6 separate regions of the Mus musculus genome follow, and all the other regions are linked to region 4. The links are chromatin contacts, called in public HiChIP or PLAC-seq, Micro-C and promoter capture Hi-C maps. All regions are on one chromosome and are shown on one strand. The core of a region is the stretch at or near the end of the contact, and the rest is flanking DNA. Distances in the headings are between cores, read along the strand shown.

The links. Promoter capture Hi-C pulls out the DNA fragments that hold promoters and counts their contacts. A called contact is a pair of places that touch in the nucleus more often than the background predicts. HiChIP or PLAC-seq counts read pairs in DNA pulled down with a chosen protein or histone mark.
Region 1: a contact with region 4 is called in a Micro-C map of embryonic stem cells, with 3 times the contacts expected there. The contact joins the promoter of Dgke here to the promoter of Msi2 in region 4. A contact is called at or near these places in 1 of 39 promoter capture datasets (pre-B cells) and 3 of 484 Hi-C or Micro-C datasets (embryonic stem cells and rod photoreceptor).
Region 2: a promoter capture Hi-C map of the HPC-7 cell line shows a contact between it and region 4, with 7 times the contacts expected there. The contact joins the enhancer-like site here to the promoter of Msi2 in region 4. A contact is called at or near these places in 13 of 39 promoter capture datasets (3T3-L1-derived adipocytes, the C10 cell line, the HPC-7 cell line and 8 more), 1 of 15 datasets of contacts at CTCF or cohesin (large pre-B cells), 1 of 484 Hi-C or Micro-C datasets (B cells), 21 of 115 datasets of contacts at active chromatin or transcription factors (T-cell acute lymphoblastic leukemia, acute myeloid leukemia, bone marrow-derived macrophages and 15 more) and 1 of 9 other capture datasets (liver).
Region 3: an H3K4me3 HiChIP or PLAC-seq map of embryonic basal ganglia shows a contact between it and region 4, with 4 times the contacts expected there. The contact joins the enhancer-like site here to the promoter of Msi2 in region 4. A contact is called at or near these places in 9 of 39 promoter capture datasets (3T3-L1-derived adipocytes, the C10 cell line, the HPC-7 cell line and 5 more), 1 of 15 datasets of contacts at CTCF or cohesin (large pre-B cells), 5 of 484 Hi-C or Micro-C datasets (cortical neurons, muscle stem cells, nephron progenitors and 1 more), 30 of 115 datasets of contacts at active chromatin or transcription factors (the 230-238 cell line, the NIH/3T3 cell line, acute myeloid leukemia and 21 more) and 3 of 9 other capture datasets (adipose tissue, liver and pancreatic islet).
Region 5: an H3K4me3 HiChIP or PLAC-seq map of embryonic limb bud shows a contact between it and region 4, with 3 times the contacts expected there. The contact joins the enhancer-like site here to the promoter of Msi2 in region 4. A contact is called at or near these places in 4 of 39 promoter capture datasets (the C10 cell line, cranial neural crest, embryonic stem cells and 1 more), 1 of 15 datasets of contacts at CTCF or cohesin (large pre-B cells), 1 of 484 Hi-C or Micro-C datasets (cortical neurons), 24 of 115 datasets of contacts at active chromatin or transcription factors (the NIH/3T3 cell line, T-cell acute lymphoblastic leukemia, acute myeloid leukemia and 16 more) and 1 of 9 other capture datasets (adipose tissue).
Region 6: an H3K4me3 HiChIP or PLAC-seq map of embryonic stem cells shows a contact between it and region 4, with 7 times the contacts expected there. The contact joins the enhancer-like site here to the promoter of Msi2 in region 4. A contact is called at or near these places in 12 of 39 promoter capture datasets (the 3T3-L1 cell line, the C10 cell line, HPC-7-derived erythroid cells and 7 more), 1 of 15 datasets of contacts at CTCF or cohesin (large pre-B cells), 24 of 115 datasets of contacts at active chromatin or transcription factors (T-cell acute lymphoblastic leukemia, acute myeloid leukemia, bone marrow-derived macrophages and 15 more) and 3 of 9 other capture datasets (adipose tissue, liver and pancreatic islet).

Annotation. Positions count from the first base shown.
Region 1 is chr11:89,059,299-89,064,228 of GRCm38.p6, reverse strand. Dgke (diacylglycerol kinase, epsilon) reads left to right here and starts at 3,481. Exons shown (of 11, transcript NM_019505.4): 1 at 3,481-4,298. The coding sequence starts at 3,844. Dgkeos (diacylglycerol kinase, epsilon, opposite strand) reads right to left here and starts at 3,478. Exons shown (of 4, transcript NR_110336.1): 1 at 3,406-3,478.
Region 2 is chr11:88,310,971-88,315,600 of GRCm38.p6, reverse strand. No RefSeq gene overlaps it. Among named protein-coding and RNA genes, the nearest start is that of Ccdc182, 19 kb to the right of the region's middle. Within about 2 kb of position 1,745, at least 23 of the 459 cell types and tissues checked have an H3K27ac peak or open chromatin away from gene starts, as enhancers often do. A contact at or near this core is called in the HPC-7 cell line, where this site is marked.
Region 3 is chr11:88,453,954-88,458,697 of GRCm38.p6, reverse strand. The region is part of intron 7 of Msi2 (musashi RNA-binding protein 2); the gene reads left to right. Among named protein-coding and RNA genes, the nearest start is that of Mir378b, 100 kb to the right of the region's middle. Within about 2 kb of position 3,062, at least 58 of the 459 cell types and tissues checked have an H3K27ac peak or open chromatin away from gene starts, as enhancers often do. A contact at or near this core is called in the HPC-7 cell line, embryonic basal ganglia, embryonic limb bud and 5 more, where this site is marked.
Region 4 is chr11:88,715,827-88,720,655 of GRCm38.p6, reverse strand. It overlaps Msi2 (musashi RNA-binding protein 2), which reads left to right and starts at 2,427. Exons shown (of 14, transcript NM_054043.3): 1 at 2,427-2,627; 2 at 2,911-2,951; 3 at 3,285-3,366; 4 at 4,062-4,146. The coding sequence starts at 2,566. It overlaps C030037D09Rik (RIKEN cDNA C030037D09 gene), which reads right to left and starts at 2,013. Exons shown (of 4, transcript NR_038058.1): 1 at 1,639-2,013; 2 at 84-250.
Region 5 is chr11:88,330,049-88,334,523 of GRCm38.p6, reverse strand. No RefSeq gene overlaps it. Among named protein-coding and RNA genes, the nearest start is that of Mir378b, 20 kb to the left of the region's middle. Within about 2 kb of position 1,868, at least 13 of the 459 cell types and tissues checked have an H3K27ac peak or open chromatin away from gene starts, as enhancers often do. A contact at or near this core is called in embryonic limb bud, where this site is marked.
Region 6 is chr11:88,376,617-88,381,634 of GRCm38.p6, reverse strand. All of the region lies in intron 10 of Msi2 (musashi RNA-binding protein 2), which reads left to right. Among named protein-coding and RNA genes, the nearest start is that of Mir378b, 26 kb to the right of the region's middle. Within about 2 kb of position 2,519, at least 30 of the 459 cell types and tissues checked have an H3K27ac peak or open chromatin away from gene starts, as enhancers often do. A contact at or near this core is called in embryonic stem cells, epiblast stem cells and heart atrium, where this site is marked.

The sequences.
Region 1 (4,930 bases), core at 2,232-4,731, 340 kb before region 4:
TGTGCACCACCACACTCGGAATATTATTCTTTAAAGCTTTTTTCTGTAAGCATTAATCTTTTCACCGCCTTTACATGCATGTGAGAATCTAAAGAAAGCATGTGGGACAGGGGGATGTCTGTAATAGCACATACTTTTTGTGACAATTTGGGGATTTTGGGTTCTTTTTTTAAAAACGTAGAAATATTATAAGGAGGTGTTTTTGTTTTAATTCCAGGTGTGGAGATATGGGCTGCTTCGGACTGTCTGCAGCAGCCGACTATGATTTGCCTCGTGCTCTAGCAGAGGCATGGTTTTCCCAGCTGCAGGGAGTTTCTGCATGTGTGTGATGTTTGGAATTCTGAGAACTTTTCAGAGAGTATGCTGTTAAGGCCTGGGTAACTGCTGTCTGTCTAGTTAGCCATTTTGTGCTGTTATTATTGTTACAAGGAAACTTTCTCGTGTGTTGTTACTACTGTTGCTAGGAAACTTTCTCACGCCTGGGTTGATTGCATATTCTGCTACGTTCTGTGCTTTGGTGTTCTTGGAAATCAATCATAATAGAGGTCCGTTAAAAACTACTTTCTATAGTTAGCCACAATATGCTTGGACCCAAACCAACCACCCAGCAGCACTTCCTGCACCTGTGTAGGAGAGTTTTTTTGTTTTTGTTTTGTTGGTTGGTTGGTTGGTTGGGTTTTTTGTTTGTTTGTTTTTGTTTTGTTTTGTTTTGTTTTGTTGGTTTTTCGAGACAGGGTTTCTCTGTGTAGCCCTGGCTGTCCTGGTACTCGATCTGTAGACCAGGCTGGCCTCGAACTCAGAAATCTGCCTGCCTCTGCCTCCCAAGTGCTGGGATTAAAGGCGTGCGCCACCACTGCCTGGCTATGTATGAGCTTTCATGGTTTCTGCCTTTGTAAGCTGCTCCAGGAATGGACCCCAACATAAGAGAGTCCTGCACCAATATAAGAAGCTGTTTGGAATAAGCTTTCCATTTTGAGTAGGGGGTTAAGTAAAGTTTTGTGTTCCCAAGACCTCCCTGGGAATTGACATCCTACTTGGCAGAGTCATGTATGTGGTAACTAATATTCTGGTTAGCAAGTTTAAGACATGGATGTTAAGCAAGACAAGTCTCCACTACCATATTTGAATATCCCAACCCATAGGCACAGGATAAGTGCTCCACAGATACGCGTACCTGAGGAAATCCTATCCATAGGTCCTGATTGGTGAAGCCATTTAGCACAGATGTTTGTGGACTTCAGGCTTAAAGGCTCTGCAGAATCCTGGCTTAGCGTAGCAGTCAGCTCCTGCGTCTGTCTGCTCTGCAGCCCTGATCAATCAGTCCTGAGGCAAACGCTCAATAAGCCATCCCTGTCTGACTGAGATCCGTGTTTTTGTGGTTTGTGGGGTGACTCCTGGACCCCAACATATATCAATGCTAGTGCCCCCTAGGTGGGTCTGGGTGCTTGCTGGTCATTTAGGGAAGCTGTCTCAAAGGGAAAATAACCTCAGGTCTCCTCCTTGAGAAAAAGGGGACCAGAGCCTGCATTTTACAGAATTATAGAATCCTATCATAGAATTGTAGAACAAATTATAGAAACTCGTTCATGACCTAGATAGACTGAAGCTGACCTGTATGCCCAAAGTAATTTTTTTTAAGATTTATTTATTATTATATGTAAGTACACTGTAGCTGTCTTCAGATGCACCAGAAGAGGGCATCAGATCTCATTATGGGTGGTTGTGAACCACCATGTGGTTGCTGGGACTTGAACTCAGGACCTTCAGAAGAGCAGTCGGTGCTCTTAACCACTGAGCCATCTCTCAAGCCCCCAAAGTAATTTTTTAAATTATATTTACTTATTTATTTATGTGTGTGTGGGGGGGGGGTGCTCACATGCCACAGAGAGTGTTTGGGTCCCAAGAATCAAAGTGAGGCTTTCAGGCTTAGCAGCAGGTATCTACTGAACCATCTCTCTGGCCCATGAATGGCCAAAGTAAAACAAAGTGATCTTTGTGTATTTAAGGTACTTAAATACAAAGTGTATTTAAGGATAAGTTCCTGTTTGTCTTGCGTTTGTTTGACCCATCTGCACGGATGTGTTTGATCACATGTGGACCGGAAGTAAATCAGGTGAACTCTTATCCCTGGGGTTGTTTTGGTTCGGGTTTTTGTTGTTGTTGTTGTTTGGTTGGGTTTTTTTTGTTTGTTTGTTTTTGTTTTTGTTTTTCAAGACAGGGTTTCTCTGAACAGCCCTGGCTGTCCTGGAACTCACTTTGTAGACCAGGCTGGTCTCGAACTCAGAAATCTGCCTGCCTCTGCCTCTCGAGTGCTGGGATTAAAGGCGTGCGCCACCACTGCCCGGCTTGTTTGGTTGGTTTTGCATTGTTTTGTTTGTTTTGTTTGTCTTATTGTGTATCCCTAGTTGACCAAGAACTCGTGATAATCCCTCAGTAGAGAATAAGACCACTACCACAATTTAAAACCAAATTTAATGTAAGCTTTAATTAAATACTGGCCAAGGTGATGGACTCTCTGGCCAAGTTCATCTCGGGGTTCCCAGAGAATGGCCTCAAGTCGTGCTTTGCACGGGCTTAAAAAGGCAAAACCCACAATTCACTGCATTTCCCGTCTGGTTCAACTGGGGGCAAGCGTAAATCTTGATGTATTTCCTGCCTACATGTGACCCTGATTTACTTCCGGTCCACATGTAATCAAACACATCCGTGCAGATGGGTCAAACAAACACAAGACAAACAGGAACTTATCCTTAAATACAAACAGAACTCTTAACCTGTATGCTTTATTTTTCCTGTTTTGGTCCTCACACTATGTAGATCAGGCTGGCCCTGAACTCACAGAGGTCCATCCACATGTGGGCCACATGTCCAGTTATTTTATTATTTTATTATATTTATATAATACACTGGTAACTTTTGGCAGTCTTTGACTTGTGTTCTGAATGAACATAACACCTTCAAAAGAGCCAGTTTTCTCCATCCAGGATTCCCCGATATCCATAATCATGCCAATTCCACCTTCACCGTTGAAGAAGGGGATCAGGCTAAAGGTCAAATACTGTTAAGTCACTTATGGTAGAACTTCCTTTGGTTCTGAACTTTTGATAGTCAACCATGTACTTACTCCGCCCCTGATTTCCCTAAACCATGCCTCATTCCACACCATCTTATCCGTTCCTCTGCTCATCCTTTCCTAGATGGTCCAGACCCTTGAAGTCTTTCAACTTTCCAAGCCACCTCTTAGCCTCCGCCACGCCCTCATACCTGACCCCCTCCCACCCAAGGGGAGCGCCGCCGCGAGCCCCGCCCTACACCTGGTCCCGCCTACAAATTTTATCAGCGCAGACTCCGCCTTCCTCTAGCTCCGCCCACCATCGGAAAGCACCGCCATTGGCTTTGTCCTACCTGGCCCCGCCCAAGTTGTGGGCGCGTCAGGCCCCTCCCAGCCCTCGCCGAGCTGCCGGCCGGCGTGCGGACTGCGCAGGTGCGCTTCTCAAGCGCGGCCTCCTCATCCCACGCAGATCTCGCGGCCTGAGGGTGGGACGGCGGCCGGAGGCTTGGCTGTAGGTGGTACCGGCGACCGCGAGAGCGAACTGGGGGGTTGGGGGGGGGGTCTCCGGAGACCTCGCGAGAGAGGCACGGGCGAGGCTCAGCGCGACAGCCGTTGTGAACGCAGTGGCCGCGAGCCAAGCCTGTACTGCACGGAGCCCGCGGGTGCGACCTGCGCCTTTCCCGGGGCCGAGGCCACGCGCAGCCTCGGGACGAGCCGCAACCCCACGCAGTGAATCCGAAGGCAAGCCTTCTGGACCCGGCGCTCCATAGGCCACGCCTGGGCCTGAGAAGATGGAGGGGGACCAGCGGTCCGGCCCACCCGCCCAGAGCCTGCTCCCTGATGGCCACTTGGTCCTATGGACGCTGTGCTCCGTGCTGTTGCCGGTGTTCATCACTTTATGGTGTAGCCTGCAGCGGTCGCGCCGGCAGCTGCACCGCAGGGATATCTTCCGCAAGAGCAAGCATTGCTGGCGTGACACCGACCTGTTCAGCCACCCCACCTACTGCTGCGTGTGCGCGCAGCACATCCTGCAAGGAGCCTTCTGCGACTGCTGTGGGCTCCGCGTGGACGAGGGCTGCCTCAAGAAGGTCGACAAGCGCTTCCCGTGCAAGGAGATCATGCTCAAGAACGACAAGGCCGCAGATGCCATGCCCCACCACTGGATCCGCGGCAACGTGCCCCTGTGCTCTTACTGTGTATTCTGCAGGCAGCAGTGTGGCAGCCAGCCTAAACTGTGCGATTACAGGTATGGCTTTTATGGGAGGCAGGATTGTAAACAGTGGGTGGTGAGACCTAAATTCATCTCAGCAAATGGCCCAAACTATTCACGGCATCCCTGGCGTTTGAAGCAAGTCTCATGTAGATGTTGGTTGGTGTTTTTGTTTGTTTTTATTTTTGTTTTTACCCTTTGTGAGACAGTCTCTCCCCTGTGGCCCGGGCTAGCCTCAAACTCACTAAGGATAGCAGATGACCTTGAACTTTTAATGCTTCGCCTCCCCGTGCTGAAAATACAGGTTTGCATCACCTGAACCAGTTCATGAGGTGCTGGGTATCCAACCCAAAAGCCTTAAGCATGTTATTCAAGCTCTCTAACAACTGAATTCCACCACCAACACCACCCCTAAATTCCCACCCCTGCCAAGGCTCTTAATTTTCATCAAAGGCCTGTTTAAGTGCTGCCTGGCTCGTGGCTACTCTGTAGCATCCCACTTTACATAAGGAAGAATGAAGGGTACACAAAGAACCTTATGCCAGTCACAAAACCAATTTGTTCTTGATTTGGAACTATGAAAACAAGGGTCAACCCAAAGCAGGGCTTTAAATTTCTGTAGCTATTGTAGCGATTGGTGTCATAGTCAAGTGTTTGACACACAAGAC
Region 2 (4,630 bases), core at 496-2,995, 400 kb after region 4:
TCCACGTGCCCGTGTGGCCATGGTGCTTCTGGTTTTCTGAGATTCCTCTTACTTGGTACACCAAGCTCACAGTCTTGCAGCCTCTGACTTGCTGGGACACCACTACCCACCGGGGGAGCTTCTCTTTCTCCCCAGCTTGTGTGTGTACCAACTCCTTTTATCTTAATATTAAACTCCACTGTCGATCCAGGCTGACTATGTGACCAGGCCCCTAGCTGAGGACCAAGGGGGTGTGTGTGTGTGTTGTCCCAAATCTGAGGCTTTCTCCAAAATTGTTCTAAATAGGCATTGTAAAGGGAGATTCCTGACATCTGGGATTACAACATGGGAAAGAGCTTCAGAGCTGGAAGGGACCGCACACCCCACCACATGGGACAAACCAGAGTGCCAGAAAGAGGAGGGAGCAAGGCCCGCTTAGGAGCAGACAGAGGGAGCCAGTAGGGGTGGCACACAACTTTAACCCCAGCACTTGGGAGGCAGAGGCAGATGTATCTCTGAGTTCAAGGCCAGCCTGGTCTATAGAGTGAGTTTCTGGACAGCTAGGGCCACACAGAGAAACCCAGTCTCAGGGGTGGTGGTGGGGGGAACAGACAGGGAAAGATGGATGAGAGGGTTGGGGGTGAGGAGCAGACAGGGAGAGAGCTTTGAGGGTAAGGAGACAACAGCCTCATCTACTCTAGATTTCCCACTTTGCTACTGCATCCCTTCAAACTGGAGAAAGCCAACCATTCTTCCTGTTTTCCAGGAAGAGCTTTTTGTTGGTTTCTGCTGTTAGATCTCATAGATTTCAGGGCAGGGCCTTGGCCTTTCCCACTGCCTCTGAGCTCTCTCTGATAGTGTACTCCCCCGAAGGCAGAGGAGCCTTCCGCTGCCAACCCAGTGAGAGAGTGAGCCCCTCTAGAATCTATGTGCTGGCAAGTAGCCATCGTGCAAGATAGAGGACGAGTGCCCGGCCTTACCCTCTGCTTTATCTTACTGAAAGGTCAGTGCTGTCACACCCAGGCTGAGAGATGACAGCAGATGCAGGGGGACACCAAGCCAAAAGATGAGGAGCAATAAGATGAGATGCAGGCTCTGTGTAACTATTAAACCCATTTATTTTCTCATTCAGCAGCCCCGCCTTGAGATCTGCTTCGGTCAAGGTGGAGGATGGAAAGCGACAACTCAACAAAAGATTTATGTTACTATTTTCACAAGCCACGCAGTATCTCTTGCAGCCACCATCCTGGGCCTGCTAGAATAAAAGCAGTCAGAAGAAGGTGTAAACAAGTGGATTTGGCTGAGACCTTCTGGGTTTCCCTAGCATTCTGAGCCACCTTAGTGCCAGGGCTCCTCGCGTGGCATGGAGTCTCTTTGTTCATGAGCCTTTTGCACCCATTAAGAACCATAGGCTTCTTTTTGATGTGCATTTTCCCTGCTCTTATTTATTTTCATTCTGTGTGTGAGTGTGTGTGTGTGTGTGTGTGTGTGTGTGTGTGTGTGCATGCATGTGTACATGTGTATGTGTGTGTGCGTGTATCTGTTTGTCTGTCTTTGAGTAAAGAGACCAGTTTCCTAGAAGAAAGGTAGGAGGTCCTCAGACCTGAGGCTTTGGGGGTCTAAATGCTTGGAAGATAGAGAGATTGTATTCACAACTTAAAACTCCTGTCCAAAATTCTTTGTTGAGCTGAACAAAACTATAGTCTCTCCGTCTCTGTGCCTCGGTGGTGAGGGCTCCTTTGTCTGATTAAGGGCTGTCAGGAGTGATTGATGGGCTCCCTCCGGACAGCCAAACCCGCTCTCCTCCTGACAGCGCCAGCGATAGCCGAGCGGAAACTGACCCCAGCTGACACACTCATCTTAAAATATCTCTGTTTCCCTACTGCCCAGATAAAATAGCTGTCACACTAAAAGTAAGGGCCCCATTGGGGGTTGGGGGGGGGCTAGCCTCTCCCAGGACTGGTGATGAAGGAGACTGTGATGTCAGGGTTCACAAAGACCAGACCACAAAGTTCCTGACAAACTGGCACTGGGTAGATTGTGTGCTGAGGAACAGCTCTGTGGCCAGATCTCGAGGCTGAGCCAGGACAAGCAAGACACTGTCACCAACAGCATCGAGGATCATTTACTGAGTGTGGACTGCATCTTGTTTTGGCTCTGTCAGAGCAAAGGACAATGACGCCAATACAGCCCTTCCCGGTGGCATCTTGCAATGGGCTGGCAGTGTTGACACTGGCCATTTCTGTGGCCTTTGTAGGGACAGGGGTTCCCAGCAACTATAGATCGGGTTTGAAATGTGTCCCCAAAAGTGATCTTTCCAAATCCTCACCCCAGTGTCTCATAACATGACTTTCTTTGGAGATAGGTTGTTGCTAGTGTATTTCTGATGAGGTCATCCTGCAGGGGTGGATCTGTATCCATGTGACTAGTGTCCTTAGGATAGACATTGAGATGGACATAGGAGGGCAGAATGGTGCGTGACAATGACAGCAGTCTGAAATGCCATTTCTGCAAGTGAGGAACACGGAGGAGTACCACTCCATGCTATGGGTGGCCAGTAAGCCCCCAGATACTGGCAGACATGAGAGAGAGTTCTCCTCACAGCCCACAATGCAATAATGATGGTGAGTGAACCCTGGGAGTTACTCTCCCCCACCCCACAAGTGCTCACAGACAAGTGAGGGCTACTGTTTGAAGACACTCCTCTTTTCATGGCTTTTGTTTGGTGTTTTGAGGCAGAGTCTTCCTCTATAACCCAGGTTGGCCTCAAACTTAGGACAAGCTTCCTGCCTGAGCCTTCTGGGGTGGAGTAGGGGGAGGTTTGTAGGCATGTGCTCCTACATCCACCTCAGAGGCTACTCTCTAGAGAGTAACTGGGGGCCAACCTGACAGGCCCAAGAATCCCATCGGAAAGCTGGTTTAGAAAAAACATAAGAGATGAAACGACTGTTTCCACACATGGAGAACCCTGGCTTCCTGAGGATGCTGGAGATGGCAAAGGAGCATGCGAGGCTCCTCTTATACAACAAAGAAACAGGTATGTAGGAAGCAGTTAGGATATGATGTCCCTTCCCACCTCTCTCCTCCTGAGACCTCTCTGTCCCAAGTGTAAAATAGAAATACTGCTTCCTTGCCAAGGAATGGCTAGAGGGATCAAGGCCACCCAGATGGCCTGGAAAAGATCACATACATGATGAGATTGTGGCTCACTGGCCTAGGACAATGATATAGGCTAGAGGCTGGGAGAAGGAAATTTGGATCCTTGGCCTGGAAGTGGGTCCTGCTTTGCTCCCTCCATCCAACATGCTCGGGAGGGGTCTGCACTGCCTGGGACTTCCGTGTGGCTTGGAGCTGTCCTCTCAGTCTGTTGGTGCCTGGCTCTCCTCTCTGTGCTGGGGGCAAGTCTGCCTGCTTTTCTCTGTTTTTAAGGCATAATACAAGTCCTCAGTAAATATTGCCAATCAAATGAAAGAATAAGACCCCAGAGAGGGGGAAACACCCTCTCAGCTTAGAAAAACAACCACAGACTGGGTACATGGGCCAGAAAAGCCTGGCCAGTGGGGTAGCATGAACTGACAGCAGCTTCTAGTAGAGAGAAACTTCTCTCCCACACCAAGTAGCAGCTCCATCACGCACACCCAGGCTTGCCCTAGTGTAGCAGGAACCTAGTACAGATGGGACCAGGGAGATGCCACCTGGGAGGGCAGTCCTATCCCTACAACAGACTGCAGAGCTTCCTGGGTCCATTGTCTCCAGACAGTCATACTCATGGACCCTCCGTGCAAAGGAGTCCCAGAGCTCAAAACCTGCCAGATGGGCTGGAGATGGGCCAGTAAAGGTCCTGAGAAGAGGGGTCACCCATTCTAGCAGACAGAGCAACAAGGAGAAGGTGGCCCTGCGGACGGTCCTCATCTGTGTGGACAGAATTGTTCCTCTCCAACGAGATCAACACTGAGGCTTTAATTATAGCTTGTCACTCATGTGCCCTTCCCCCCGAGAGGTGGCCACGCTGGACAGTGAGAGGAATAAGGCTCTCAATTCAGATGGCTCACCCTGATATGGTCAGGACATTTCTAACTTACAACACTAATATTCTGATGTAACAGGGCTAGGCCCTCCCTGGCTCTCTGGAAGCTTTGTTGTTAACCTTCCACCCAATATGGGCTTGGGTAGCCTCTTCCTTTTCCCATGCAGATAACAACTGACTGGAGTCACCGGAGCTTGCTTTACGGTGGACTCTTCTGTCCCCTTAAAGATGCCTGAGAGGGGAATATCCTAATACTAAGAGCAGTTTATCATTTCCTTCTACCGGGAGCTGAGACCTAGTGTACTGTTGTATCCTCTTCATCCCCTGAAGTAGCCCTAAACTGGCTTTAATTATCATATGCTTTTAATAAGGAAAATCCAAGGCTAGGGAGCTTTAAGGTCACCCAGGCACAAGCGAGACCGGAACCCAGGCGGCCCGACATCAGAGCCTGATCACTGAATCTCTTTGCTCTCTCCTTACACTTGCCCTAGTTACGGTAGAGGATGTAAAGATTCGTCTGTCTGCCTCTGCCAAGCAGCACAGATTGCTCTTGAAGCAGTCAGCAAAGGGCACAGGCTCTCATCGTGGAGACAGGTTGGCCCTGAGCTCTGCCAGGAGCCTGGA
Region 3 (4,744 bases), core at 1,813-4,312, 260 kb after region 4:
CGCGCGCACACACACACACAGAGCCCTCTGCCTCCTGTCAAGTCCCCCTCTCCTCTTTATTTCTGCCTTTCTGTTTTCCTCCTTCTCTCCATACCCATTGTCCCTGTATTGCACTAGGGATTAAACTCAAGACCTCCTGCATGGCAGGCAAGCACTGTACCAGTGAGCCTTATCTTTTTTCCATCATTTCATTTTTAGGGTGGGGGGTGTCTCATTAAGTTGCCTAGGTGGGCCTTGAACTTAACGATCCTCTTGCTTCAGCCTTGGCATTATGTTCCCACTTCCCAACTCTGTGTCTCTCTTTCTCTGCCGTCTCTTGTCTCTCTTATACATACACAACGCACAGGATCTCATTATGTAACCCATGCTGACCTTGAACTTATAGCAGTCCTCTTGACTTGGCCTTCTAAATGCAAGGATTGTAACCACGCACCACTCACCTGGTTCAGGTGACATTCTCCTGTTAAACCAAAACTTGTAAACTGAGCAAATAAGCAAGGGCTCCCCTTCCTATCACACTGCATGCCGATGGGAGATGTTGGTAGGCTGTGGACTGGGGGTGTACTCTGAGCCTCATGCAGTCTCTGGAAGAGGGAATAGAGGGATGTAGAGAGCCCGTAGATGGGGGCACATTAGTGGTAGCCTAAGGGGAGGCCACTGCTGAGTTGGAAGCCGACTTTCAGCCAAGAGTAGATAGACATCGGCAGCCCTGGCGGATGCTCAGTGTCTTGACTCTTGATGCACCCACCAGGTATTCACACACATGTGGTCATCTCTACCTTCCTCCCTTGCCCCTACTGATGCTTCCCACATAGCTTTCAGGAACAAGATTATGATGTTAATAACAAGATGTCTGATAGTGTCAGGGACTTCCACTGGGCTCCGAAGGTGGAGACCTTTACAAGATGCAGATGCAAGGCTGGAAACAGTAGGCTCTCCAGCTAGGGCTCAGGACAGATGTTCATGCTAAATGCTCCTGAGAGGAAGAAGATCAGGCAGGAGCTGTTTCCTCCAGGTCCCACCTCGCCCCTGTCACCACGGCCAGGCCAGCATCTCACCAGAAGTGCTGGCTCCCGTCCTCACTGCCCAGAGCATCCGACATCCTCATGTTACAACAGAGAGGCCTAGCATCCTATGACCTAGCTCCACAGGACCCAGGCACATGACTGTCTGTATGTCACGGCACATATTTCCAGCCTCACTGAACCACCAGCCCTTGAGATTTTTATTGTCTGTGACACAGAATAACCCACACAGCTCATAGGGAGTTGCCGCTGCTTAATTAAGTTCAGAGTCATGTTCACTGGCCTGTAATTCCTAAGTCCATTCTACAAGGGTCCCGGGAGCTGAATTTGCATCCTAACCCAGACTCCCTCGCTGCCCTGGTATATCCAGACCGGAAGTGACAAGCCAGGAGTCGCCCATCTGAAGTGTTTGGCCTCTTTTGTCTGAAGGGTCCAGACTGAGGGGCTTCCTTGAGTATAGGAGTCTAAATTCTATTTCCAAAAACAGCTTCCCATCTCGGACAGTCAGGTGAGTTTCCTCATGTTCAGACAGAAACCTGGTCTTTGAAGTTTCTCTACAACCAAAGGGTGACTGGTTTTTAGCCTCCCTGACCTTTGACCTCTCACCCTGCCACTCAGACCTGACTCGTTGATACCTACTGCCTCTTCTTTCTGTGATCATTGATTTTTCCTAGCTTTGGTTTGTTTGATTGCCCTGTTTTATTCATTTGTAAGCACAGGAGGTATCGGATTGCTTTAGGAACCAGGTGGGACATCGGTGGAAACATCTCAGAGACCACATGGTTGTAGGATTGGTGGTATAGGAGAACCAAGCTGTTCCAAATTTGGAACTGGCTGATACTGGTCTTTGAAAGAACTCTTAACTCATCCCCCTCCCCCAAAATAGTAAAGAGGTCTCAGTGATTTATAGGTAGTTTGTCTGTTTTTTGGGTTTTTTTTTTTTTTTGTACTGTTTTAACAATTTTGTAGACCCATTGGAAATAATGGAAGGTAGTTAGTCTATTGAAGAGTAGGATCAGAAATCACATGACTTCAAATGGAGGCTTTGTCATGAGTCAGTTCACTCCTCTCCCCCCTCCCCCACACAAGGCTAGCTTCTAATGGCTGCGCTCTTCAGCTAAGCAGCCGTGAGTGAACTGGACTGAGAACTCAGAGCTGAGGACCTCGGAGGACAACCAGGTCTCTGCTAGCTCTAAAGTGCCCCTTTGGAAGCTGTTTGGTTTTGACTACAGTTTTTTGGTTTTTTGAGACAGGGTTTCTCTGTATAGCCCTGGCTGTCCTGGAGCTCACTCTGTAGACCAGGCTGGCCTCGAACTCAGAAATCCACCTGCCTCTGCCTCCCGAGTGCTGGGATTAAAGGCGTGCGCCACCACGCCCGGCTTTGGAAGCTGTTTGGGAAGCTGAAGTGGATGTTAGTATATCGGCTTTTACTTGCATAATTTTCTCAACCCTCAGCCACAGGTCTTCCTGGATTCCCTAACTGGCTTTTGATTTTCTGCAATGAAAGATGAATGAGATTTGGTGGGAGGGGAAATGGGAACCCGTTTCCTCCCTCCACTTCCACTGTGGCCCTGGTGCTGACTTTGAAAACCCTTCCAAGACTGCCAAAGGATAAAGAGATGGGTGCAATGCCTTAAGCTGTTTTTTGAAGTTGGATCTCTGTGTGTGTGTCTCTGTGTGTGTGTGTCTCTCTGTCTCTGTCTGTGTGTGTGTCTCTCTGTCTCACTCTTGCTCTCCCCCCTCTCCCCCTCTCTTCCTCCCCTCTGCTCTCTCCTCCTCTCCACGCCCCCCCCCCACCTCCAAGACCCCTGAAGTACACTAGAGTCTATCTTCACTCTCAATCATCTGTCCGTTCTCATCACAGAGGCCGGAGAGGAGGGTACACAGGCAGCCCAGCCAAGCAGCCTTTGTGGCTTCCCTTCCGCCTGGCCAAGAGATAACTGCTTTTGAAAGTTACATTTATCTAGTGAGAACAGCAAAGCCAGAGAGGCCGAGAGGAAAGAGCCGGCGGCCCTTCTGTGATGAACGGATTGGAAACTTTTCTTGTGAAGCAAAGGCAAGCCACAAGTTTGTCTCTTTCAAGAGAAGAAGAAATTGAAAGTGAAGCTCCAGAGAGATAAAGTTTTTTTTTCCCCCAATCTGGTTCTTCATGTAGGCTTAACGAATCTAGTAGGGCCCTGCAAATGGCAGAGACCTCAATTTCCCCCCTTTCTGGGCTCCCTAACTAGAGAGGTTTGCAAAGCTTAAAGGGATTAATGCTCTTTAAACCTCGGCACTGCTTCCTGCTTCTCATGGGATCGGGTGCTAATAAAGATGTACCAGCCTAGAAATGCTAGTAAACATTGCTTTGTTGCCACGGCAACAGGCGAAACAAGACCTACACCAAGTATTGCTAACAAGGGTCCTTGTGATCAAGAGTTTAAGGAGGGGTGGGGGAACGGTTCTTAAAAATGCAAAGAGTGTTGGCGAGGTAATTAGACTTGGTACTTTCAAAGTAAATTTATAGTTTTACAGAGCATTGCTAGAGAGCCTTGTTGCTTGCAAAGTCACCCTCCATCAAGTACAGCAAGCAGCGTTGTTGCTAAGAGCCGACAGCATCTGCTGCCGGTTGCTCCGATGAGGCTGGAGCTCTGCATCCTGTGATACCTTCCCCCTCCTCAATAAGTCTGTGTGCACACACTCAACTTGGGACTGGAGAAAGCTCTGTTGCCTGCCTGCTTGGTGTTGCAAGGTACTAGCGACTGTTCTGCACCTGCCTTCCATCCGGGTTGGAAGACAACCCCCATGTATGGCAAGCAGGCTGAACGTCCGTCCCCCCTGTTCTGCCTCATGTCACCTACGTGCTGATCCTGGTCAGTCCAGATGTGCCTGTTTCCCAGGCGGAGCAACCAAGAGGGACTTTCTGGGAGGGAACCCAGGTGTGTCTGTGGTACCTCCAAGTTTGGGCTTCTTGCTCCTAACTTGTATAGACTCTGGTCTATCCTGTCCCTGCTGCCTAGGTGACTGTCATTCTCTTCTCGGGAACGTCCCTTTACGCTGTTTCCCTCTACTGTATCTGAACACTGATGGCTTAGGCTTCTGTGCACGCCTGTTCTGTGTGCAGTGGATGGAAGAGCAGTCCCCCTAAAGTAGAGATGAGCTTGCTAACTGGAGCATCCTAACCCCCGTCTCTTGGAAGAAACATGTTCACCTAAGGATTCACCCTGTGGCATCTCACGTCTGTGGAGGTCACTCTGCCCTCAAGCCTGCCTCCAGGCTCCCCTCTCTCTCTCTCAGAAATGTCTGTGGACACCCCAGCTTGGCCTCCCTGCTGTCTCCTCACCTGCCTGTGTTTCTGTTGCCCCTTGAATTCCGGCCTATGTCTCAATTTTGAATCTTCCCCCTCCCTCTCCTTGGGCCAACCCCTGAGAGCCTGAAGGTTGTGCCCCTCCTCCCACCGTGCAACCCTGCTGTCTTTGTTCACTCTGAACCCCCTGGTTACTGTAAAACCTGAAGGGCAGGAGTCGTGCTCTGTCTTCCATCCCCAGCCCTCAGGATGTAGTAGGTGCTTGGTAATTACTTATGGACTGGCTGAGTGATTCAGACCCACCAGCTTGCTATGGCAACAGGTGCTTCCTTCTTTGGAGATGGCAAGGTCACACAGTCACCCACCTGGATACCCCCATCCCCTATAGCTGGCACAGGTTGCCCAGTCTCAGACCTGCCATTTTGTGTCATGA
Region 4 (4,829 bases), core at 1,178-3,677:
GTGGCCAGTGTCAGGATGCTCTCTCCAGTTCAAGGCCTGTCTGGGTTCTTGCATTGCAAGACTCCAACTCCAACAATACCAACCTTAAGAAAAACAGTGCAGTGACGTAGTAGCCTTCTCCTTTAGTCCTTTATCAGTCTCTGGCTTGGACACTGCAGTGCTCGGGGCCCCGCCCCATCAGGTCTCCTCCCAGCTCACCACTTAACAGTTTGTTCAAGTCTCCATCAGGAAGGTAGCCACTGACTTCTGCCTATCGAGGAACAACAAACAGCACACTACAGAGTCAAAGGGCACTGAACCATGGCCAGAGCCCCTTTTAGGTATTAACTGGTTGGGGTGGGAAGGCGGCCTGACAGCCTGGCACCTTTGGGACTCCCATATTCAAGGAAGGAGCCGGGTAAAGAAAGGCCTTTCTAGCTCTGATGATCTGTGGTTCTGCGGTAAAAATCCAAAATATAATCCAATTAGCTGTGTTGCCTGTACTTTGTGATTGAGAATAATCGCAAAAAAACAATTACCATCATAAAAACATGCAGCTCTTTAACACATGGGAACCCAGATGATTCAAAAATCAGTTTGTTTGGAGTGTTGGGAAACAGCAGGGTTTGTGGTCTGAAGTCTTATGAAGTGCCTTCTAAAAATCATATTCACAATTTATAATAAACACAGTCCATGTAAGTACACAATTTTAAAAAGGGACTTTGACATTGTTACATTGTTCACTACAAATGCTCCGCCCATCCATGCTGTCAGAGAGGCACTACCCCAGTTTAGGGGACAGAGAGATTGACAGTCTGACCACTCAAAAGCTTTGGCTGTGTTGAGATTTTTCCAAATGTCTCCAAACCCACAATGGACACGGCATAGTTTTGGTGATGAGTGAATTCCATTGTCTCCTAATCCTATGAAAATTAATGGGAAAGTGTTAATTGTGCATCAATGCATGCTTAACATTAACCCAGGGATTTGATGAACCACAACTTTATGTTGCCCCTCATGCCATATTAACTTGGTTTATTGTAATAATTTAAAACAATAAGGATAATTGTATCCGTACTGTTTTAAATACTCCATAAATTGAATACAGCCTGAATCTGGCCAGCCTGGAATACGAAGTGTGCGATTCCCCCGGGAAGCTACAGTCACCAATCCTTTGGAGTTTACACTTTGCCAGGGGAGAAAGGGAACTTTTACCAAACACCTACTAAGTGTCAGAATCTGTGAGGCTCCTAGTTCCAAAAACTAGGGGTAAGGTGCTTTGTTATCTCCAAGACCTACCGCAGGTCTTGGGAGATAGAGAGCCATTTCACTCCTGGCGCTTACACTCTTTACAGAGGAAGCCCTAGTAACTTTAAACATAAATAAATTAGATAACGGATGAATGGTCGAGGGATTTTCTGAAATAAGCACCTATCTTAACCACCCTCGGGATACTCCCAAACTGCTACTCAATCTCCATGAACATTTGCTTTGAACCCCAATCATTTGACCTTGACCCCTACAAGCCCACTTTATTATATTTTCAAATCGCGGTCTGAGTAAGGCGCAAGCCCTGTCTGGTTGCTTCCTCGCCCCCTGTTATCTATCGCGTCAGTTTCTCAAAGTTCCGAAATAACCTTCGCGGGCACGGCTCCGTACCTCTGGCGGGGAAGGGCGGGGAGCCGTGCAGGACGTGCCAGTGTGGAGCGGGAGCCAGAGAACTTGCCGCGCGAAGGGAAAATAAAACTTGTGGCTGGTGTTCGTGCAGGAGGGTCTCCTCCATCCGCAAGCCCCCCAGATCCCGGGGTTCTCGAGGACTGCCCTGGGAGCGCAGGGTGTGGGTGTGCTCCCGGCGTCCTTGACCTAAATTTCCGCGCGGTGGCTGGAAACGGGGGCACAGAGGCAGGGAGGGCGGCGGGTGCCACCTCCGAATCGGGCGCAGGGCCCCAGGAACTTGAATGAATAGTCCGAACTAGGGGGGCCCGGGGGCGCTGCCGCCTCCCGGCCCAGCGAACAGCCCGGGCCGAGCTCCCCGCGCCTCCCCCTCCCCCACACCCAGCCCATGTGATCTGAGCCGACTCGGGGTGCGCTTCCCGTCTCCCCGCCTGCTTGGCGTGGCCAACCCCCCCACTCGAGTCGCGGGGCTCGCGCGCCGCCCCTGATGGGTCCCGCTGCCGCGGGGGGCCGAGCGTGTGCGCGCGCGGACAGGCGGGGGACCGAACGGGGTGCGTGACGTCACCGCATTGGTTACACGACGTTCTAGAACTCCGCCCCACGTGCGCGGGGAGGAGGGGGAGGAGGAGGAGGAGATGGGGGTGGGGAGGAGGAGGGGGAGAGGTGGGGATGGGCCGGGGGGGCGGGGACGGGGGGTGTGCGAGGCGGCGGGGCTGAGCTGAGCCGAGCCCACGTGTGACGGGCTCTCGCCGCTGGCCCGGCTCGGCGCTCGCGGAGCTTCGCAGCCGCCGGGCGGGGGGAGGAGGCGGGGGAGGAGGGACGGAGATCTGGGGCTCGGAGCCGGCCGCCGCTGCGCTCCGCTTCGCTGTGGGGCTCGGTGTGTCGGGGGTGGGGGGGCGGGGGGGCTCCGCTATGGAGGCAAATGGGAGCCCAGGCACCTCGGGCAGCGCCAACGACTCCCAGCACGACCCCGGGTAAGTTTCCAGCCGCTGCCCACCGCGCCGCCGCGGGCTCGTTCGGGGCTGTGCGGGCGACGGTGCGGAGCGGGGCATTCGCGCGCCCCCCGCGCCCCCGCGCGCACCCTTGGGGCACTCGCGCACCTTGGGGTGGCGTGGGGCCGCCACCTTCTCCCCCAGCCCACCTCCAGGCTCGCGCTCGCCCGCTCCCCCCCAGCTTTCCTTTTAGCTTTTGTAAGTTACACGTCAAAATGGCCGATCTGACATCGGTGCTCACTTCGGTTATGTTTTCTCCCTCTAGTAAAATGTTTATCGGTGGACTGAGCTGGCAGACCTCACCAGGTAAGGGAGGGAGGGGGGGACGCCTGGGTCCCCCCCTTCTTGGCTTCTTTATTGCTCTTTGTTATCCCAGTGTAAGAGCCCCCCCACCCCGCCATTGGCTCCCCACTTCTCCTGTGCAAGGTTATTTTTTTAAATAGCAAATCCTTTCCGAGCCCTCTACGCGACCTCTGTTGCTGAATTTCCCCCTCGTGTGCAAAAATATTGCAAAAACAAAACAGAATAACAACAGAAAACTACTTTTGCTTTTTGTCCTTGATCAAAAAATTGCATTGCTCCCCCCTCCACACCTTCTCCCACCCCCCCATCTCTCTCTCTCTCCCTCTCTCTCTACAGATAGCCTTAGAGACTATTTTAGCAAATTTGGAGAAATTAGAGAATGTATGGTCATGAGAGATCCCACAACGAAACGCTCCAGGTAACGCATTCCCTTCTCGATTTTGCCTTTATTTTAGAACAAAGTTTTAGTTTTATTTTTGGAGGTGTCTTCGGAAGTAGCTAAGCGGATTTAGAATGGGGCTCAGGCGCGTGGCTGGTTGGAACGTCGCTCCCCCCCCCCATAACCCCAAAGGTTATTGTTAATTAGGGCCGAACTCTGGATTCAGAGACGCCCATCTCTCCCGCTTGAAGTCATTTTCCTGTCGCTTCTTGTTCTCTTGTTTAAAATGACATTCAGTTCACCCACTTTCCACATAGTTTTTTTTTTTTTTTTAATTTAAAAATTTGAATGTATGCCTTCTGCACACTCCCAAACTCTGAAGTCCCCTCTTTGGGAGGTGAATGAATATCTTAGTGTCCGTTTTCCTTCGGAATAAAACAAAGCCTTAAGAAAGGGAAGAGGAGGAGAGGAAACTGAGGCGGCCAGAGTGGAGACACCAGCATTTTCCAAGTTACCTCCAGCCGCCCTGCCCCCTCGTCCCGCTTCCCCCACTAACCTTGGTATTTTTACCTCTTGAGGCAGAGGGCTGTGGGTTAGAGGAGAATAGAGGGAGCTGGTGGGGATGGGGGGTGCGTGGGGGCAACATTCGCATCCTAGTCTACATATAGGGTCTCCTTGTTGCGCTCAGTAGTGTCACATTTTGTTTGTTTTTCTCCCTCTTTGTCTCCTTCCAGAGGCTTCGGTTTCGTCACCTTCGCAGACCCAGCAAGTGTAGATAAAGTATTAGGTCAGCCCCACCATGAGTTAGATTCCAAGACGGTAGGTTGCTTTTTTTTTTTTTTTCTAAATAGTTGTTGTTTGCCCCTTTTCAGTACCGGTCTGGGCATTGACAGCCCTGTTTAAAGGGACAGCGCCTTCTTTTGCTTCTGTGCTAGAACTGGGTACTTTTAAACAGCTAGCGAGTTGGCTCAGAAGTTTGCTGCGGTGGCTGGTTTTGGGGGTTTCCTTTTTAGTGTCTGTCCCATTGCAGCTTCAGACGCTGCCAAGCCAAGGTTGGGGGGAGGGGGGTCGGCTCCCTGAGAGGGCAGCCTCCCGCCAAGGGACCTTGCAAAGAAACTCCAATGCAGAGTAAATGGAACTTTCTTTGTCAGCCGAGCACAGCCTGTGGCATTGGGATTGGCTTGTAGAAGGAAGGCACAGCCTGCTTCCTGGCGGAGGAGGCAGGGGTGGGGCCAATGGGAGGGGGCGCTCATCTTAGGTCCAGGCAACAGGTTTCACTGGGACTCCTAGTGATTTGAGCTGTGGTTTGAGAAAGGAAGAGAGATACAGGCAGAGGCAATTGGGCATCCAGTGGGTTTACTCCAGATGGCAAATTGAAAGCTGATAAACCTTGGATTTCAAAGTGAATCTCCCCCCCCCCCCTTTCTCAGGTCTTTCATTTGTGTGTGGGTACTTTTACAGCATTTGAAGTTTTTAAAATTCAGAGTTTAGAGGCGAAAGTC
Region 5 (4,475 bases), core at 619-3,118, 390 kb after region 4:
CGGAATTTTAAACCTGGGATCCTTCTTGGTTAAATGACCCCCCCGCCCCCGGGAAATTCTTTGATTCCCTTGCTCAGTGTGACACTTAGGTGATTCTAGATGCTGTCAAGGTAGCTAAAAACTGTCGCACACTCTTCAGTTTCTCTTGGACCTGTGCCCTTCTTGCCAAATCTTAAAAAAAAAAAAATCCCTCTTTGTGTGCGTGTGCGCGAGTGTGCGTGCGTGTGTGTGTGTGTGTGTGTGTGTGTGTGTGCGTGCTAAGGCTCTAGAACTATGTAAGAGAGAGAGAGAGATAGGTAAACTTGTTAACTTAAAACTATCACCCCATGGACATTTCCCATCTCTTCTTCATCAGAATCTTTTTGAGATTGTCCAATCAAATGTGCCTCTGGGGCTGGAGAGATGGGGCTCAGCGGTTAAGAGCACTGACTGCTCTTCCAGAGGTCCTGAGTTCAATTCCCAGCAACCACATGGTGGCTCACATTCATGTATAATAGAATCTGACTCGTTTGATGTGCATGAAAACAAACCACTCGTATATATAAAAATAAATAAATCTTTTTTTGTAATTCCCTGATCTTTAGCCAGGCAGTGGTGGGACATGCCTTTAATCCTAGCATTTGGGAGGCAGAGGTAGGCAGATGTCTGTGATTTAATGGTCCACAGAGCGAGTTCCAGGACAGCCAGAACTATACAGAGAAGCCTGTCTTTTTGTTTTGTTTTGTTTTGTTTGTTTGTTTGGGGTTTTATTTTTTGTTTTTGTTTTTTGAGACAGGGTTTCTCTGTGTAGCCCTGGCTGTCCTGGAACTCACTCTGTAGACCAGGCTGGCCTCAAACTCAGAAATTCACCTGCCTCTGCCTCCCAAGTGCTGGTATTAAAGGCGTGCACCACCACACCCGGCTAAGCCCTGTCTTGAAGGAAAAAAAAAGTGCATCTGGAAACTAGAAAGAGTGCTCTGGGTTAAGAGCACATACTGTTCTCCCAGCTCACGTGAAAGACAGATCACAGCTGCCTGTAACTCCCGCTCCAGGGGATCCAAGGCTCTCTTCTGGGTCCTCCAAGACTGCCTGAACTCACATGCACACACGCATCCATACACATACTCAAATTAAAAATAAATACATATATTTTTAAAGATTTTTATTTAGTGTATGTATGTGAGTACATTGTCACTATCTCCAGACACACCAGAAGAAGGCATTGGATCCTCATTACAGATGGTTGTGAGCCACCATGTGGTTGCTGGGAATTGAACTCAGGATCTCTGGAAGAGCAGTCAGTGCTCTTAACTGCTGAGCCGTCTCTCCAGCCCTCCCCCCCCCCCATACACACACACACACACACACACACACACACACACACACACACATATATATATATATACTTCCATACTCTCACACTTGGGGATATGAGGGGACAAGTGTGTATATTTGTCCAAATACGTTCCCTCCCTCCAGGCTAAGGGATGCTCTCGCATGCTAAGCCTCCATCTCAGCTACTCTGAGATACTCCAGTAGAGTCTATGATGCTCCATCTCTCCCAGTTGTTGAGTTAGTTCCTTAATGGTCAGAGTTGATTTGAATGACTGACCCACTTTGTCATCCTCTCTGCCACTTGGGTGATGAACTGTTGAAAGGGCCAGTTTTTGCAGTCATCGCCTTTTTTAAGGACATCCCCTAGCTTGCAGGCGCCCTTCATCAGCCCTCCAAAAGCTGGTGTGGGGCCAGAGAGACCCCCCTGGGTGGCAGAATGAAGCATGTGGCCACACCAACAGCTTGCCTCCCCTTATGCCCTCGCCACCCCTCCCACAGGTCTCTGGTTAATTGCCATGGCATATCAATGGGCACTCGCCGAGGAGAGAGCAGACAGGCTGGCCCGCAGCATCCCAGCTCACCAATCATCACTGATTAAAAACTAGTTATGAAGCAATGAAGATGGAGTCCTGCATTAACCAAATGACCCTGAGCATGGCCCAGCCCAGAGAGATGGAAGAAAGCAGCAAAGTCTAACTTATGACTTGGGCAGACCTTCAGGGCTGTTTGAATTCTGGGAGATTTATGAGGTAGTGACAGCATTTGGCTGGATTGGATTCTGGCTTTCTGCTTCATTCCCAGATGTGACTGTGTGCTTATGGTTTCCTGTGGACTCACCTCCTATTCGGAGTAACCCAGTTTGGCTGGACTCTTACGTGAGTTTAATCTGAGTCTTCTGATTATATAAAGTAGAAATGGATCATATTGTCAATTTCCAGAGAACCTGAATTAGCTCCACCACACTTAATACTGAAACTATCCTGAAGATAATTTAATCTTTCTTTAATGATTCAAAAGGTGCTTTGAAGTCTTGCATTAATCAAAGTCGTGGTTATGAATATCAGAAGTTAATACCGACCAAAGGTAAAATGTCCGTGAAGAATTGGGTAGAGGAGATGACGGGGGCCAGCACAGGTGGCTGTCTGACAAGAGTACAGGTGCGACTTGCGTGTGTCAGTGGGCATGGGGAAGTGCGGGCTGATACAATTTCGCCTGGCTAATGCTGACATTGCCATATGCAAAGAACGGTACTCAAAAAAGTCAACCTCTCCTTGGCTCTCACTTGCTCCCATGATTCCCCGGGGGAATTTGGTCTTGGCCAAGTTGGACCTCATTTGGGCAGATTTAAATGATAGGAGAGGATGAGAAATATCCACTCCAGGAAAAGCCCAAGAGCCCAAACAGAATCCTCTTTTAAATGGACAGAAGTTTAAAGGATATGCTGAGAGGGGGCAAGAGCTGAAGAAAATTAAGTGAAGAAGCAACTAAAGTAAAGAAAGTGTGTGTGTGTGTGTGTGTGTGTGTGTGTGTGTGTGTGTGTGTGTGTGTAAAATGAGGATAACAACATCTCTATTAGGTTGTGGCGAGCTCTATGCAGCCCATGGGCTTTGCTTTAGACTCAGATTCAGGAATGTTTGCATTCCTCATCCTCAAATTCATGACGAGGTCTAAATTCCCAGTGTGGTGCTATTAGAAGGCAAAGGCTTAGGAGAATGAGTAGGTCATGAGGGTGGAACCCCACCCCCCAGAATAGGATTCGTGCCCTTATGAGATCCTTAGAAAGCTCCCACGTTCCTCTCCTGCCATGGGAAGACACAGCACAAAAACACTATCTGTAAACCAGAAAGCACGCTCTCACTAGACACCAGATGGCCATTTTCTTGACCTTGGACTTCCCAGCTACCCCTACTGCCTATCATTAAAGCCACCCAGACTATGGTGGCAGAACAAACTTGAGCAAAACTAAGTAAGGCTTTCTCTGAAGGTGAAGGATAGTTGTTAAGGCTTTTAAGCCACTTCATGAAAGATTTCCATCGCCTTTCATGGTACCTCTGAGTCACCCGGATGTATACATGGGGATAGGGAGTCAGGAATGAGAAGATGGAGCTGTCAGGGGAAGGTCCGCTGAGGGACTGGCACACTCCAAGTCCTCCAGAAGTGATTCTCGGAATCAGAGCCAGCTGGAGCTAGGCCAGCACCTCTGCCCTCACTCCCTGAGTCTGAGTGCCGAGCAGCTGTGTTTGCCGCCGCCGGGGTGTGCGGGCCCCTTCCCTCCTCAGGAGAAAAAGGTTGGCAAGCAAGGCTGCGCCTTCCAGCTGGGGATGGAAGACAGGATTGGGTTGTCACACAGCTGATACAGGAACCTAGGGAGAGAAGGGAGGACACCATTATCCATTCGGTGGTGTGACTGACTCTCTGGAACAGCAGACCAAATTTAATTATTTTTTTCTCAGAACCCAAATTCTATCCTTTCCTGCCCCTTAACCCAACCCGTCAGTGGTCTGTGTGATTCGACAGTTGTCTCAGGCTCTGCGGCAGGTAGTGGTCTGTCCCCTGTGTCCTCACAGAGATGCCTTCTCTGGTGACACAGTGGCTAGCAATGGTCCTCCCCTGTCTCCATCCATGCACCACAGCTGTCAGAGTGTGCATTCTGCCCCATGAGACTGCACCACCTCTCTGGGCTTTCTGGTGACTATGTGGTGACCAAAATGGCTTCCCACCATTTTTGGCTGGCTTCCCTTCCACCAAAGCCTCAAAAAAAACCCAGCCAACCGTGGGCTGAAAAAACCTGAAACCCAGAGCCAAAATAAATCTTGCTGGCTTTCATTTTTCCTGAAATGAAATGCATTTTGTCACCATGACAGAAAAACTGACTAGTATAAGGCAGACTCTGCCCAAATACTTACACATCCAAATGTGTACATAACAAAACACATTATTTTGTTATAATTGCTTTCTATTTCTTATTCATATTATGTGCTTTGCATTAGTGTACCTGGACAAAAGATTTTTGAAAATGTATGCCTTATGGCTTGACTGTGAAGTGTCCCCATAAGTTACATGTTAAGCTTCTTGGTCCCTGGCTGATGGCACCGTCTGGGACATTGTGGAACCTTTAGGAGACGGAGCCTCGCTGAAGGAAGCGGGCTTTGAGGTTTTAT
Region 6 (5,018 bases), core at 1,270-3,769, 340 kb after region 4:
CTGCTCCCTAATGGCATCTTATGTTTCCCCCTGTAAGCAACTGAGGTAGAAAAATAAATTGTTTATCACGGACATGCTGTGTGCTGCCGTCTCTTAACCTGAGAGTGTCCTGTTCTCGCTCCGGGGGAGGTGAATGCACTAGATAGCCAGCACCTGGGACAGCAGTTTGTAGAAGCATGCCAACTCCCCCCCCCCCCCCCCCCCCCCCCCCCGGCTGCTGCCTGGCCCCAGCTCTCTCCCCTCTGTCTCGGCACTCTGGCAGAGCGCCCTGGGCTTTTGATAGAGGTGATCTGTCCTTGAGCAAAGACAGAGCATCTGCCTGTGACAGCTGTGGGATAGCGCCCTGCCCCTCCCTGTGCCATCACTCCCTTCTACAGGAAGACAGCATTTCACATCTGCATAAGGGGCGGGTCTGTACATAAGTGCACACACTTGGGCACCCATTTGCTCTCCAAACTCCCAGAACAGTGTAGGTCAAAGGGCAATAGACAAGTTGCTGGATGGTGATGTGGAGGGTGGGTCTTTTATTCTAGGGCCACTTCTTAGCCAGGTGACCTTGTGCTCTAAAAAAAAAGAAAGTGACTTTTTAATTGAGTTGTACTTGAGGGATGGTATATGCATGTGTGTCTGTGAATAAGCTGTGCAAGTCAGTAACAGCCATAGAATGAAATTCTGAGCATCCAAGTGGCTAATGAAGTAAGCTTTCTAGAGTGATCTTCCCATCTTTAGTTCTCACGGTGGTGCTGCCTGAATCTGCTCATCAGTGGTAGGAGTGGCATCAGAGTGCCCCAGGGAAGCAGGGAGTCCCCGGGGCAGGCCTCGGGGCTTTGAGTGAGGAACTGGCAGGGAGTGTGAATCAGGTTTCAGAGTGAGTCAAGGCCCCAAAGCAAAGAAGAGTTGGAAGAGGGTTTACAGTGGAGGATGATAGAGGTGGCCTTCCATAGCGGGTTAGGGTGTGCAAAGGGCAGAATAGAAGCGTCAAAAGTGAGTCCAGAAGGCTGTCCCCTCCTGTCTGCACCCCATCGCCTCAGTTTTACCTTCTCAGCTACATTCCTCTCCCTTGTCACAGGCTGGCAGGTGGCTCTTTGGGATCTTCCAGCACTACTAAGGACAGTAAAGGTTAACATAGCACCAACTGCCCAAAATCTCATTGACTGACTACCTTATCTGCAGTGTTCCAGGCTGTCGGGAGAGCCAACCCAGCATCCTGTAACCCGGCCTTGATGCCTCCCCTCCTGAGCTACTGTGTGTAAGAAGGAGAGGGGCTGTGTAGGTCCCAGGCTGGGGAGACCCTTCTCCAGCAGCTGGGGCTAGAAGTTGCCAGTGTGTTCCCTGCCTCTTTAGCAATGGAGAGAGATCGGGTCTCTGATGCCACTGTGACCAATGGCGATTGGCTTTTGAGGGTGCCAGCCTTGGAACACCTGAGGCTTAGTTACCCTTGGGATGGCTCGTCAGGACTCACAGCCACTAAACCCCTCTTCGTTCCTAGTTATTGTCCAGCGCCAGTCCCTGGTGCTGGCTGAATAGTGCTCATTAGGAGGTGGTCTGAGGTGAGGCAGCTTAGCTCAGAGAGGCCCTGTTCATTTGAAGAGGACCTCAAATAACCTTTTGTCAGCAGAGCTGCTGCTAGGTGACATTGGTTGAAGATATTGAGGCTTTGAACAAGGACGAGTTAGTGGCCAGTCACAGCCTACAGAGGCAGAGTAAGCATCTTGAGTATCCAGGAGATAGTATTCCTCAAATGGGCAGGCTGGGGGAAGAACCCTGGCTATGGGCACAGGGCTGTGACTTACACCAGCTGCCAGGTCTGCCCAGAGAACAGTACTTTTGCCAAGTTTCCAGAAAAGCAGATAACACTCTCTCCAAATACCTGTTCTATCTAGAGTGGTACTGAGCTGCTTCAAGGGGGTAGCCCTGTGGCCTTTCTGTGCCCTTCTTCGGGCCCACCATAGTGACAGAGACTCTCAAGGTTGTCCCTGTTCAGAAAAGGAAGCCCTGGGCCCGCACTCAGGACTGAATCCCACACTGGTCTCCTGTTCTATTCTCTCTGGACAAGTCTTCAGAGCCTTGGGCCAAGAGAGGCCATTTCAGCGCTGTCCTGGTGGAATCTCAGAACTCACAAATCAGAAAGCCCAGGCCTTCAGTGTCAGCCTAAGCTCCTGTCGCCTCCATCCTGCTTCTGTCTGTAAGGGTTCTTCCTCACCCTCACCTTATCCCATCCCAGACATATTCACACAGGGGACCTTTGTGGTACTCGGTGTGGTGACCTGTCTGGCTCTACCTGGCTCCTTGCTCTGTGAGTAGGGGTGAGCCTCTCACCAGATAGGAAGCAGATCCTGAAATGTCAGGGTGGGAGGTTACACTCCTAGGTTGATTGATGGAGCTGAAGATTCACTCACCTGGGTGGGGCCAAGGCTATATAAGCGGGGTGTGGCCTTATAAGGAATTGCCTTGTGCATCAACCCTGTAACCCGTCTCTGCCCTCCCCCTCCCCATTCCTCTCTAGAGATTACCTCTTCACAGAGGCGCTTTTAAATGACAAGCCAGCTCCCAGAGGCCAGCCCAACGGCCACCTGGCCCTCTGTGTACTTGGGATTTATCCTCTCATTTGAATATTAAAGGCAAGCTTAGTCAGGAAGCAGATCTGCCACTTTGAAAGTCGACAGCACACCCCAAATCCAGCCAGGACTGGAGGGAGGTTTGTGGGGACCTGTGGGTGTGCAGTATCACTGAGCGATCCTCGCTGGCATGGAAAATCAAGAGTTGACTCTATTCCCAGATGAAAGCGGAGCACACTGCCTAATAGGCACTTAATAAACATTTGCAGAAATGAATTGGAGCAATCTGAATTGACAGGAATTGGGGGTTTCACTTGCGATCAGCTTTCTGTGCCTCTTGAAGCTGCTCTGCATAAATGAGAGGATGCAACAAAGTGAGTGCTCAGCTCCCCACAGTCACACCAGACATACACGTACACACGGGCGTGTGCACAGGCCCACACCCCATACTACACGCTGCTGGCTTTGCAGAAAGCTGAGAGGTGAGGTCCTTTCTTAGTTTGCATAGACACTGGGCCTCAGTGTCCCTTACCTATCGAAACCTACTAAATAGAGACAGTGGTCACCCTGCCTCACAGGTTTGCTGAGGGGTCTGTGGGAGCAGGCAGGGTTAACAGTGAAAGAGGCTACAAGTGTGTACTTTATTCCCTGTGAGCTGAGAACTGGTACCTACCACCTCCATCTCTTCCCCCTGCTGCCCTCAGCTCTCCTACACCTTCTCAGATACCTGCCTTAAAGTCCCCTTTGAGTTTCGCCATAAGGGAACCTTATCACCTTTCCTAGGCCTTCAGTTTTGATTTTTATTAGTAAAACCAAGAGAAAGCCTGCAGTGTAGAAAACAAAATTACAACAACAAGAATTACTCAGAGTATGAAAGGGGGTTAGACTGTCACATGGGGCCTGCGGATCCGGTATTTCATGACTTCTGGGATCAGCCCGTGCAGGAGACCAAGATGTATCCACTACTCCTTCCACCCAAGCCACAAAGAAACTTCTTTCCCTGAGTCTAGCTTAGTCTGGATTCCTTGAGTCTTGTCTCTCTGGTTGCTGAAAAACAGCATGGTGTAACCGCCGGCACCTGCCCCAGAGAGTTTCAGAACACAGAGAGACACTGGGCAGTGAGCTCAGAGCTTACAGACGCATCCTGTGTGTGACCAGCTTGGGCATTTCCAATAGTGGCAGGCACAGGAGCAGTGAGCATAGTGGGAGCCATTGATGGTACTTGGAGAGCTGTTGTGAAGGGCAGTCCTTGCCTATTCCTGCTACAGTGACAACACCATAACCTGGGGCTAACTATTCCCTAAGGAGTAGGTGCTGGCAAGTCCAAGGTCAAGTTACCTGTAGATTCACTGTGATGGTGAGGACTACTTCCTGGTCCACAGATGCCTGTTTTCTTGTTGTATCTTCCCTTTGTGAGGGTGGGGCATGGGACTATCGAACTCTTTGGATTCTGTCTTGTTTTCTTAAGGTGAGTATTTATTATGTATGTGTATGTCTGTACATGATGTGGTGGAGCATGCCTGCCACAGAGTGTGTAGAGGTCAGCGAACAGCTTTATGTTGTAGGTAATTCTCCTCCCACCATAGATGAACATTAGGGGTTAAACTCAGATTTCTAGGCCAGCTCAGCAAGTGCCGTGTCCTGCAGAGCTGGCTTGCTGGCCCTGGATTCTCTTTTATTTTTTATTTTATTTTTAATATTTATTTATCGGTATATAGGTACACTATAGCCGAACAGATGGTTGAGAGCCTTCATGTGGTTGTTGGGAATTGAAGTTTTAGGACATCTAATTGCTCCGGTTGGCCCCACTCACTCAGTTGCTGCTTGCCCAAAGATTGATTTGTTATTATACATAAGCACACTGTAACTGTCTTCAGACACACCAGAAGAGGGCGTCAGATCTCATTACAGGTGGTTGTGAGCCACCATGTGGTTGCTGGGGTTTGAACTCGGGACCTTCGGAAGAGCAGTCAGTGCTCTTACCAGCTGAGCCATCTCTCCAGCCCTGGATTCTCCTTTATAAAGGCACTAATCTCACTAAGGGGGCTCCATCCTCATGCCTACTCACTTCCCAAGGGCCCCACCCCCTAATACCTAGCAGATGAGAATTTCAGACCGTAGCATGTAATAACCAAACGAAGCCTTGAAACACAAAAAGAAGTTCACCAGGTAGGGGCTGGAAAGATAGCTCAGCAGTTAAGAACACTGGCTGCTCTTGCAAAGGACCTGAGTTCTGTTCCCAGCACCCACATGGTGCCTCACAGCTGCCTGTAACTCCAGCACCATGGTATGTGATGCCTTCTTGTGGCCTTCACAGATACCTGGCACTTGGGTGGCATGCACACACATACACATAAATAAAAAGTAAAAGAAGGCAAGTTTCCTCAGTTGATATTAAAAAGGTATCCCAGATCTAGGGACCAGTGATAGAGTCAAAAAAGCCCAGGACTCCGTTCCTTC